Linked DNA regions of Mus musculus: region 1 is linked to region 2. A link is a contact called in public HiChIP or PLAC-seq data. All regions are on one chromosome and are shown on one strand. The core of a region is the stretch at or near the end of the contact, and the rest is flanking DNA. Distances in the headings are between cores, read along the strand shown. Region 1 overlaps Gm36134 (a long non-coding RNA gene). Region 2 holds the start of Scmh1 (sex comb on midleg homolog 1).

Region 1 (4,808 bases), core at 1,655-4,154, 160 kb before region 2:
AAGACAAGGAAAATCTACAAAGAAGTTGGGAGAGTTGTGGAAGGGCAAGCCTGAAGACAGAGGAATGACAACATCGTCCTTGGTGAAGGGAAGAAGTCAACCTCAGAATGCTTCTGTGTGTGCCAAGAAGACACACGAGTATCCGCCAGGTTCGGGTAACCAGGCATTACTAATAAGGACTAAGAATAACCCTGGAGCTTAGGGTTACCAAGGCAAGGGTGAAGAGACAGAGTGGAGCTGCCTTGGGAAAGCAGCCTGAGTAGAGGGTAGTCAACACTTCCTGTGGAGCTGGCCAGTCTATCTTTTCTTTTCCTGATAGGGTCTCACTGCGTAACCCAGGCTGGCCCTGAACTCAGGAAGATCTGCCTGCCTTCCACTACTAGACTTAAAGGCCGGTGCCACCGTACTCAATGCACCCAGGCAAGCTGGTGAGTCTTCATGCTCACCAGCTGTGTAAGGCTGGACACCTTAGATCTCTTATCTCCAAGCCTGTGTTTGCTTGCCTTGAAAATGGTGAGTGTGGGGCTGGAAAAATGGCTCAGCAGTTAAGAGCACTGGCTGTTCTTCTAGAGGCCCTGAGTTCAATTCCCAGCAACCACATGGTGGCTCACAACCATCTGTAATGGGATCCCGCTGCCCTCTTCTGGTGTATCTGAAGCTACAGTGTTCAGGAGTATTTTAAAAATTTAAGAAATTAGTGAGTGTGACCCAAGCACAGCAGTACACATCCTTCATTTCAACACTTGGGGGGCTGGGATATAGGTTCATGAGTTCAAAGGCAGCCTGATCTGCATAATGACACCTGTCTCCAAAGAATAAATAGACAGTACCAAAATGTTAAATGTCCTGATGGAAGTAAGACCTAAGTGACGGTGCCTCTGTCACCGACCTGAGTGGGAATACAGAGACAGAGGCCATATAAAAGACTGGCCCCAGGCTAGCTCGTAAGATACAAACAATAATGTCATCCCTCTTTTTTTATTATTGCCCTTACAGAGATGGGATGCGGATGGGGCAAGGGCAGGGAAAGTGTACTGAACTTTTGAGCTCTGATGAGAGAGCACTCTGGGATGCAGGAGGCTTTCATCCATGGTCCAGGACTCCGTGCCCTGAGCAAGTGATGGAGGCCCTACTTTCTGACCTTCTGCTCAATAGTAGGCTCTCTGCCGGGCAATTTACTCTCATCAGCTAGTTTTCTTCCATTACCTCACACAGCAACCATGGGGGACAGTGTATCAGTTAGCTCTCGCTGGATAATAAGTCACCCCAACATTCATGGCTTAAAATCACCACCACTTACTGGTTAAGCTTGTGATTCTATGGCTCGCTAGTGCAGCTAGAATATCCTGCTGTTGGCTGGGCTCACTCATGCATCGGCAATCAGCTGCTCCTCAGTTAAGTGGCTCTGCTTCTGGGCCTTGGCCGGCTGTCATCAGAGTGATGGGCGGGATCTGGCCATGTGTCTCTCTTCCTCCAGCAGGACAGCTCCAGCTTGTTCACACCACAGCTGGGCAGGATGCCAAGAGGACAACTGAGAGTATGCAAGACCTCTTGAGACTTGGGCTCGGAACTGGCCCTACCACATTCTGTCACAGGCCAGAGTAAGTCACAGGGCCAGCCTAGAGCCAAGGAGAGCAGAGAAAACTACAGGGTTGTCATGATGTGAGGGAGGCCCACTCAGCACAGAGTCTGGAGTGGTGATGGCACACGCCGCTAATCCCAGTATTCAGGAGGCAGAGGCAGGCAGATCTCTGAGTTTGAGGTCAGCCTGTCTCTTCAAAAACAAAACAACAACAGCAACAACAAAAAAAACATGTCCAGCAACAGTTGGAGCCACTTGCAGCCGCATAGATAGATCTCACCATCACTGCCATCTTACATGGCAAACCCCACCCACAGGCTCTGGTGGATCCCAGAGGCAGGGAACTCTTTCTTAAGGAAACCAAGTGTGCCCACTCCATAGAGGTGTGGGATGCGAGCGAGAGCTGTGATCGAGCCAGTAAGACTCAAGGAAGTGACAATGTCTTGTCCAATGTGCGCAGCCAACAAGTGACAGAACCAGGCTTTGAACTCTTTGAGTCTCATATTTGATTGGTGATATTCAAACTCCATTCTCTCATGGGACAGTGATGCGGCCCTGTTTGATACAATCTCAAACACCAGTGAGCTTGGCTGAAATGAAGATGAGGCGGGAGAAAGGTGCAGACGGAGTTGGGTTGGAGGGGCAGAGAATTGCTTGTGAGAAAAGTCCTTGCTGTGCAAGGATGGGGACCTGTGTTAAAGCTGGGCTTGCTGGCATGCACTGGAACCCCAGGGCTGGAGGACAGAGAGAGGAGATTCTAGGGCAAGCTGGCCAGTCAGTCTAGGCAGTCTGTAAGTACCTGCTCAGTGAGTGGCCTTGTTACAGAAGAGCAATAGAGAGTAACTGAGCGACATTGGACATCCACCACTGGTTCCCACACTCACATAGCTGTGCACCCACTCACACATACATACATACATCACATGGGAGACAAACAACGGCAACAACAAAAATGGAGAACTAGAGGCAAGGGAGTATCAGGATTGAGCAGAGAGCCTGTGGCCCTGGCAGAGACAATAGCTTTATGCTGTGGATTCCAGCCTGCCAAAGAGAGGCACAAGACTCTGCGGGCCAGACCAGGGCTGACCCTTTTCTAGACTGAATCTCTGTCTGGGCCTCAGGCTGGCAGGGTCCCATCAGGAGCTGGATGGTGAGGTAGCTGCCTCTGGTGTCTCACTGAGCTCCCAGCCCCAGTGGTGACAGGCAGGGCCAAGAGATCAAAGAGGTGCCGCGAGGCTGACTAAAGGACCTGCCTCTCAGAAGTGTTCTCGTGACATCTCTGCCTGGCTGAGGGTGAGCAGAGGGCACTGGCCTGCCAGGGGACTGCCCCACCTCCTCACCTCTACTGCCACCGCCCCTCCCCCACAGACACCAGAGCCAGGAGCACAGCTGTGCCCAGCCAAGCTGCCGGGTGCCAAGCGGGGCCTGGCGGGCTCCCTCTCATCTGTCTCTCTTTAGCAGGAACAAATGGGAATGAGGGAATCAATTAACAAGGCTCCTTAGCCAAATGACGGCTGCTCCCACCTCCCCAGCCTGTTAACCCTTTTCTTCCAGGGCTGGGTTAGGCTGTTGGGCTTGCTGCTGCAAGCCCTGGCCCTGTGGTGCCAATGAATGCCATGCTCCCGTCTATGCCAGATGCAGATGGCAGCTGCCAAGCTGGAGAGCAAGAGCCAAAACATGAGAACCAAACTTTACCTCAACAGAATCAGGGGTTGGTCTCAGCACACTCAGAGGTACCCCCTGCTACAGGCAGGCCTGGCCCTTTCCTTCCTCTTTAGGGACCCGAGACCCACTTCTGGAAAAGAAAAATAAACAGAAGGGAAAGGTCTGGCCCAGGTTGGTGAGTCACAGTCAAGTCCCTTCTGAGACCCATGCAAGGTCTGGAGAGTTATGGGCCCAGGGGACAGGGTAGGGGGTTATCAAAACACTTTGAATAAGCCCTGCACATTGTTTTCCCCTCTGAAAGCAAAATGATCTCTCTCTGAGAGATTTGGGAAGGCAAGAAGAAGGTTCTGGGAGTCCTGGGTTGTCAGAAGCCCTGAGTTCAAGCACCCGTTCAACAGCTGACCCACCACTTGATGGCATTTTGAGGCATTAACTAACAGGCCATTCTCATCAAATGCCATTACTTTTTGCCCAGGAAGTTTCCCAAGCCTTGGGTTGGCTTTGGCCTTGAGCTGTATTATATAACTCAAGGCACACCATTTACAATCTGCTCCACCATTGGCAGGGACATTGAGGTCACTTGTATTAGACACGCACGCACACATGCACATGTATGTATATATACATACTCTTGGCATTCTCTGTTCAGAAAGACTTATCTAAGTTTGTTTTTTGTAATGGGGGCTGGAGAAATGGTTTGATCAGGAAAGGGTTTGCTGAGCAAGCATGAGGGTCTGAGTGTGAATTTCTAGCATTCACATCAAAAGCCAGGCATGGTGGAGCGCACCTCTAATCCCAGCACTGGGGAGACAGAGACAGCAGGATCTGTGAGGCTCGCTGGCAGCCAGTCTAGCCAACTGGTGAGCTCCAAGTTCTGTGAGAGACCCTTAAAAAATAAGGTGAAGAGCAATAGAGGAAGCTATCAAAGGGTGACCTCTGACCTCCACAGTAATACACAGATAGACAGAAAGACACCCATGAACACACATCACACACACACACACACACACACACACACACATTACACACACACACACTCGCGTGTTAAAAAAAAAACTGTATGCAACTTGCATTGAAATATCTGCCATTTCCACACCCCAACCTTAGACTAGCAAGAAAGATCATGGAGGACAGGGCAATGAGGAGAGCCATCTGCAAGCCCCATTCCCATACTCCAGTTGTTTCCAGAGGCAAAGAGCCATAGAAAAAACAAGCAAGTGTGCTTTAAGACAATGCTTACTCTCCATGCAGGTGGGGCATGAGTGATATTGTGGTCTCAGAGACATTTTGGTTAATCCACCCATGATTCCCTGTTACAAATAGGCAGTAAACTTCTACAGTCAGCCATTCATCTGTCTGTTAGGTTCCCAAATGATAGGGTTAGCCTAGGATGCAGAGATGGCTCTTGAAGACAGAAACCACAGATACCCCCCACACCAACTTCGTAGAAATGGAGATATGCTGAGCCTCACTTTTCTGACCTGTAAAATAGGGCCAACCTCACTGAGCTACCTTGAGGATGACGTGTGACAGCTCAAATAAGAAGGCCTAGAACAAGCCG
Region 2 (5,185 bases), core at 2,152-4,651:
CTCCCAACAAGGCATTATTATTCTTTTTTCCAACAAAGCATTATTAAGAAAAGGACACCTCAGTTCACTGACCCCTGAAAGGACCTTAGGGGCACCCTGAGGCTCAAAGTGCATATTACCATGGACTCAAAAAAAAAAAAAAAACCAATTTGGATGGCCTTTCCTTCAGTTTCTGTGTCACACTTTGTCTCCATATTTCCTCCTGTGAAATTTTGTTCCCCCTTCTAAGAAGCACTGAAGCATCCACACTTTGATCTTCCTTCTTCTTGAGCTTCATATGGTCTGTGAATCATATCTTGGGTATACTGAACTTTTGGGCTAATATCCACTTATCAGTGAGTACATACCATGTGTGTTCTTTTGTGATTGGGTTATCTCACTCAGGGTGGTATTTTCAAGTTTCATCCATTTACCTGTGAATTTCATGAAGTCATTGTTTTTAATAGCTGAGTAGTGCTCCATTGTGTAAATGTAACACATTTTCTATATCCATTCTTCTGTTGAGGGGCATTTGGGTTGTTTCCAGCATCTAGCTATTATAAATAAGGCTGCTATGAACATAGTGGAGCATGTGTCCTTATTACATGTTGGAACATCTTCTGGGTATATGCCCAGGAATGGTATAGCTGGGCCCTCAGGTAGTACTATGTCCAATTTTCTGAGGAATTACCAGATTGATTTCCAGAGTGGTTGTACCAGTTTGCAATCCCACCAGCAATGGAGGAATGTTCCTCTTTCTCCACATCCTTGCTAGCATCTGCTGTCACCTGAGTTTTTGATCTTAGCCATTCTGACTGGTGTGAGATGGAATCTGAGTTGTTTTGATTTGCATTTTCCTGATGACTAAGGATGTTGAACATTTCTTTAGGTGCTTCTCAGCCATTCGATTTTCCTCAGTTGAGAATTCTGTTTAGCCCTGTTCCCCATTTTTAAATAGGGTTCTTTGGTTCTCTGGAGTCTAACTTCTTGAGTTCCTTGTATATATTGGATATTAGCCCTCTATGTAGGATTGGTAAAGATCTTTTCCCAACCTATTGGTTGCTGTTTTGACCTATTGTGGTTTGCCTTACAGAAGTCTTGCAATCTTCTTTTTGTTTGTTTGTTTTTTGTTTTGTTTTGTTTTTTTGTTTTTTGAGACAGGGTTTCTCTGTGTAGCCCTGGCTGTCCTGGAACTCACTCTGTAGACCAGGCTGGCCTCGAACACAGAGATCTACCTGCCTCTGCTTCCCAAGTGCTGAGTTTAAGGCATGCCACCATCGCCTGGCAAGCCTTGCAATCTTATGAGGTCCCATTTTCAATTCTTGATCTTAGAGCATAAATATTGGTGTTCAGGAATGTTTCCCCTGTGCCCATGTGTTCGAGGTTCTTCCCCACTTTCTCTTCTATTAGATCCAGGGTATCTGGTTTTCTGTAGAGGTCCTTGATCCACTTGGACTTGAACTTTGTACAGGGAGAAGGAAGGTCCATCCAGAGACTGCCCCACTTGGGAATCTATCCCGTATACAGTTGCCAAACCCAGACGCTATTGCAGATGCTAGAAAGTGCTTGCTGACTGGAGCCTGATATGGCTGTCTCCTGAGACGCTCTGCCAAAGCCTGACAGATACAGAGGCAGATGCTTGCAGCCAACTATTGGACTGAGCATGGGGTCCCCAATGAAGGAATTGGAGAAGGGACTGAAGGAACTGAGGGGGTTTGTAGCCCTATGGGGGGAGCAACAGTGTCAACTGGCCAGACCCCTCCCCCCCCAGCTCCCGGGGACTGGATCACCAACCAAAGAGTATACAGGGAGGGACCCATGGCTCCGGCCATATATGTGGCAGAGGATAGCCTCGTTGGACATCAGTGGGAGGAGCGGCCCTTGGGCCTTAGGGGTTTGATCCCTCAGTGTCGTGGAATGTCAAGGAGGGAAGGCATTGAGTGTGTGGGTGGGTGGGGGAGCACCCTCATAGAGGCTGGGGGAGCAGGGATAGGATAGGGGGTTTTTGGAGGGGAGACCTGGAAAGGGGATAACGTTTGAAATGTAATAAGGAAAATATCCAATAGAAGAGAGAGAGGAAAAAAAATTGAAGTTCTAGTGTAGATGTGCAAGGATCTGCCGTGCTTTGGCTTCCCTTCATTCTCTAACATTAACAGCATCACCACCAGATTCCCAGAGCCTCTCAGACTCTTGATAGCCATCCCTGCCACACCTTTGCTCTCAGTCTCTCCTCATCCTGAGAAGCCTTTCTTTGCAGCTTCCTCTAGGAACCAGATTGAATGAGCTTCGGGCTAAGTAAGGGCTGCTTTCCCGGAACTCTCTGGTTCTGGTGTGAGTTCCATAGCTGTGATAAAGACCCCTACCAAAAGCAACCTGGGAGAGGAAATGGTTTATTTGGCTTACACTTCCACAACATTGTTCATCTCTGAGGGAGGTGAGAACAGCAACAGGGAGACAGGAAATGAAGCTAGGCTATGGAGCAACATCCTTTATTGGCCTCTCTTTATACCACCTAGGACCACCTCTGCCCAGGGGTAGCACCTCCCACATCAATCATTAGACAAGAAAATGCCCACCCAGACTTTGCCTATAGGCCATTCTGATGGAGACTGTTATGCAACTGAGATTCCACCTTCTGAGATAAGAGTAGATTTGTTTCAGGCTGATAAAAATCAACCAGCATTTCCCTTAACACCTGACCTCCAGGCAAGAGCACAGCCAGTAAAATTGTGTGATCTTGGAGACGTAGCTCTCCCCCCCACCCCCATGAACTTCAGTTTCCGCGGGCTAAAACATAACGTTCTTGAGACACAATTGTGTGTGGGGTGGGGTAGCATCATTGGAAGGACCCTAGCCACTGTAGTACCTAGCACGCTAACATTCAAAGCCTACTACGGGGCAAAAGTGAAGGCCTGCTTTTGTTAGTCTTGTTGCACCTTTTGGGGCGCACTGGTTTTCTCCTCATAGTAGTTTTCCTCCCGCCTGCGCATTGGAAAGACTAAAGGTGCGAAGGAACTCTTTTAAGATTACTCCACAGCCGGCCACCAGCTGGGTGGGGGCTGAGGGCCGACGGGATTCGAACCTGGGACCTCAGAGGACGTCATTCACTTGTCTGGGAGACGCGAGCAATCCAGTGGGTCGCGGCTTTTTTTTTTTTTTTTTTTTTTTTTTTTTTTTTTTTAGGGCTGGCGGTCGCGAGGCGGGGGGAAGGCGCGAGGGGTCGCCCCTTCCCGCCGCCCCGCGCGCGCGCGCGAGAGAACCCAACGGCCGCGGCGCGCGCCACCTCGCGGCAGGAGTCTCTGGCGGGCGGGGCTGGGCAGCTCTCGCCCCCGCCCCCCGCCCCTCGGCCGCCGCCGCCGCCGCCGCCGCCGCCTCGGTGGAGCCCCCCGCCTCCCGCCGCCGCCTCAGCCGAGCCGCTCTCCAGAGCCGTCGCCCGCCCCTGCCGGCGTCCTCGCTCGCTCCCTGCGCAGCGGAAACATGGCGGCTGGATGGGAGTGAGCCGCCCGCGCCCCGCGCCGCTGTCGCCCTCAGGTAAGCGCCTCACTGCCACCCCCGGCCCGGTCCGGGCCCCTCAAGGCCCGCCTTACGGCCACGGGCTGGAGCGAGTCCCCGCCCGGTGACCCTGGTGTCTGTGTCCGCGGCCCTCCGGCGGCCGTGTCAACCCGGCCAGAACCCCGGCGGCCTGCGCCGCATCTGCTCGGGCCCAGTGTCCGGCGGCGGCCTGACGCGTCGGGGTCGGTCGGGGGCGCGGCGCGCGAGTCCCCGCACAGGGCCCCTTCCGAGCGGGGAGCAGGGCTTGGGGCGGAACCGGGAAGCCTGGCTCGGGCCCAGTGCGGGGGCTCTTTCGGGCTGCTGGGACGCGTCGCCAGAGAGATTCGCCTGGGTCCCAGCAGCGGAGCACCGGGGGTCGTGAACACAGTGGGCTTGGAGCTTTCTTCAGGGGTCCCGGGGCTGGGGGCGGGGTGGGGGAGACTCACTTGTGTCACCTGCCTGGAGCCGGGCAAACACCCGGCGGCTACAGAAGGTTTCGAACCTGAGACAGGGAACGGCGGACAACCTTAGAGCACAGCAGGGGAAGGAGTTCCCTAGTAGATAGGTGAACCCCAAAACATACCCCAAAGCGAAGAGATCTGAGAGTCATCCAGGCTCCCCCTACTCTTATCCTATTCGGGAAGGAAGTTATCTTTAAAAATTCCAAATAATACCCTAATAATTTGGCGAACCTTTTAGGACGGCTCTCCGTCCTAGTCCTAATAACCTTTCTAAAGTAAGGCCGTCCAGTCTGGTCCTGGATGGATTTGGTTATAGGTAGAAAGGAACGGCTGTCTCTCGTCTTTCTGCTTCGTTTCCTCTTGGGCAGCTGTTAAGAGTGAAGATAGTAATCGTGTCCCCTGAGTCTTATTTTGGCTAACTCCCAATTCCTTTAGTCTTTTTCTTTACTCTGGTCTTTGATCCGCTCCTTTGATGAGCACTGGTTTGCCCATATTGCCCCCACAGAAGAGCTTCTTGTGAGCAGAGAGACCAAGCTCAATCATTTCTAAGGGAAGAGCTTTGACCCTAAAGGACTGACCTTAAATAAAAAGTACTCTCCCTTCCTCATTTTCGTACTGCGTTGAACTTAGCGGGTGGGGGTAGGGAGGGGAGAGGGAAAAGCTGTATAGTAGTAGCATGTGTTCCCCCAAGCTAAAAGAGATCATCCTGTTTTGTGGTTTCTCTTCCTTTGAAAAATTGAACACTTCATCAAGTGAGCTAATGTATATCAAAAGATTGTACAGTGTAATATATCATGCAGATAAAAGAGCTTATTATTTTTGCTCTAAAAAGGACTGAGACCTAGATTGGTGCCAAACTGCAATTTAATATTTGCTTGGAGAGAGAACTGCCTTATGACAATGAACTCTGCTTTTTTTCCCTGCCAGCAGAAGGCCTCAACTTGCTGTGAAAAAAACACTTTCTGTTGCTCATTAAAAAAGCATTCCTTTTTTTTCCTTTTTTTTTTTTTAAAGTTTAATTCTTAGCCTTGGTGGTACGTAGGGTTAAAGTACTTAAAACGGATCTTTTATTAGTTTTTTAGACCTTTGCCTAAGCATCCCTGCAAACAAGTAATTTCTTAAGCCCATTAGGGAAGTGATGGCTTTGTAGATAAAATGCTAAGATCTGTGGCTGGGACCTCATTCAAGATCTGAGCAAAGTTTCACTGTTTTTG

The links. HiChIP or PLAC-seq counts read pairs in DNA pulled down with a chosen protein or histone mark.
Region 1: a contact with region 2 is called in an H3K4me3 HiChIP or PLAC-seq map of embryonic basal ganglia, with 2.2 times the contacts expected there. The contact joins the enhancer-like site here to the promoter of Scmh1 in region 2. A contact is called at or near these places in 3 of 39 promoter capture datasets (the C10 cell line, embryonic stem cells and frontonasal cranial neural crest), 1 of 484 Hi-C or Micro-C datasets (embryonic stem cells) and 2 of 115 datasets of contacts at active chromatin or transcription factors (embryonic basal ganglia and oligodendrocyte precursor cells).

What each region holds. Positions count from the first base shown.
Region 1 is chr4:120,246,132-120,250,939 of GRCm38.p6, forward strand. The region is part of intron 1 of Gm36134 (a long non-coding RNA gene); the gene reads right to left. Among named protein-coding and RNA genes, the nearest start is that of Gm36134, 14 kb to the right of the region's middle. Within about 2 kb of position 2,905, at least 96 of the 459 cell types and tissues checked have an H3K27ac peak or open chromatin away from gene starts, as enhancers often do. A contact at or near this core is called in embryonic basal ganglia, where this site is marked.
Region 2 is chr4:120,401,947-120,407,131 of GRCm38.p6, forward strand. It overlaps Scmh1 (sex comb on midleg homolog 1), which reads left to right and starts at 3,402. Exons shown (of 18, transcript NM_001379185.1): 1 at 3,402-3,510.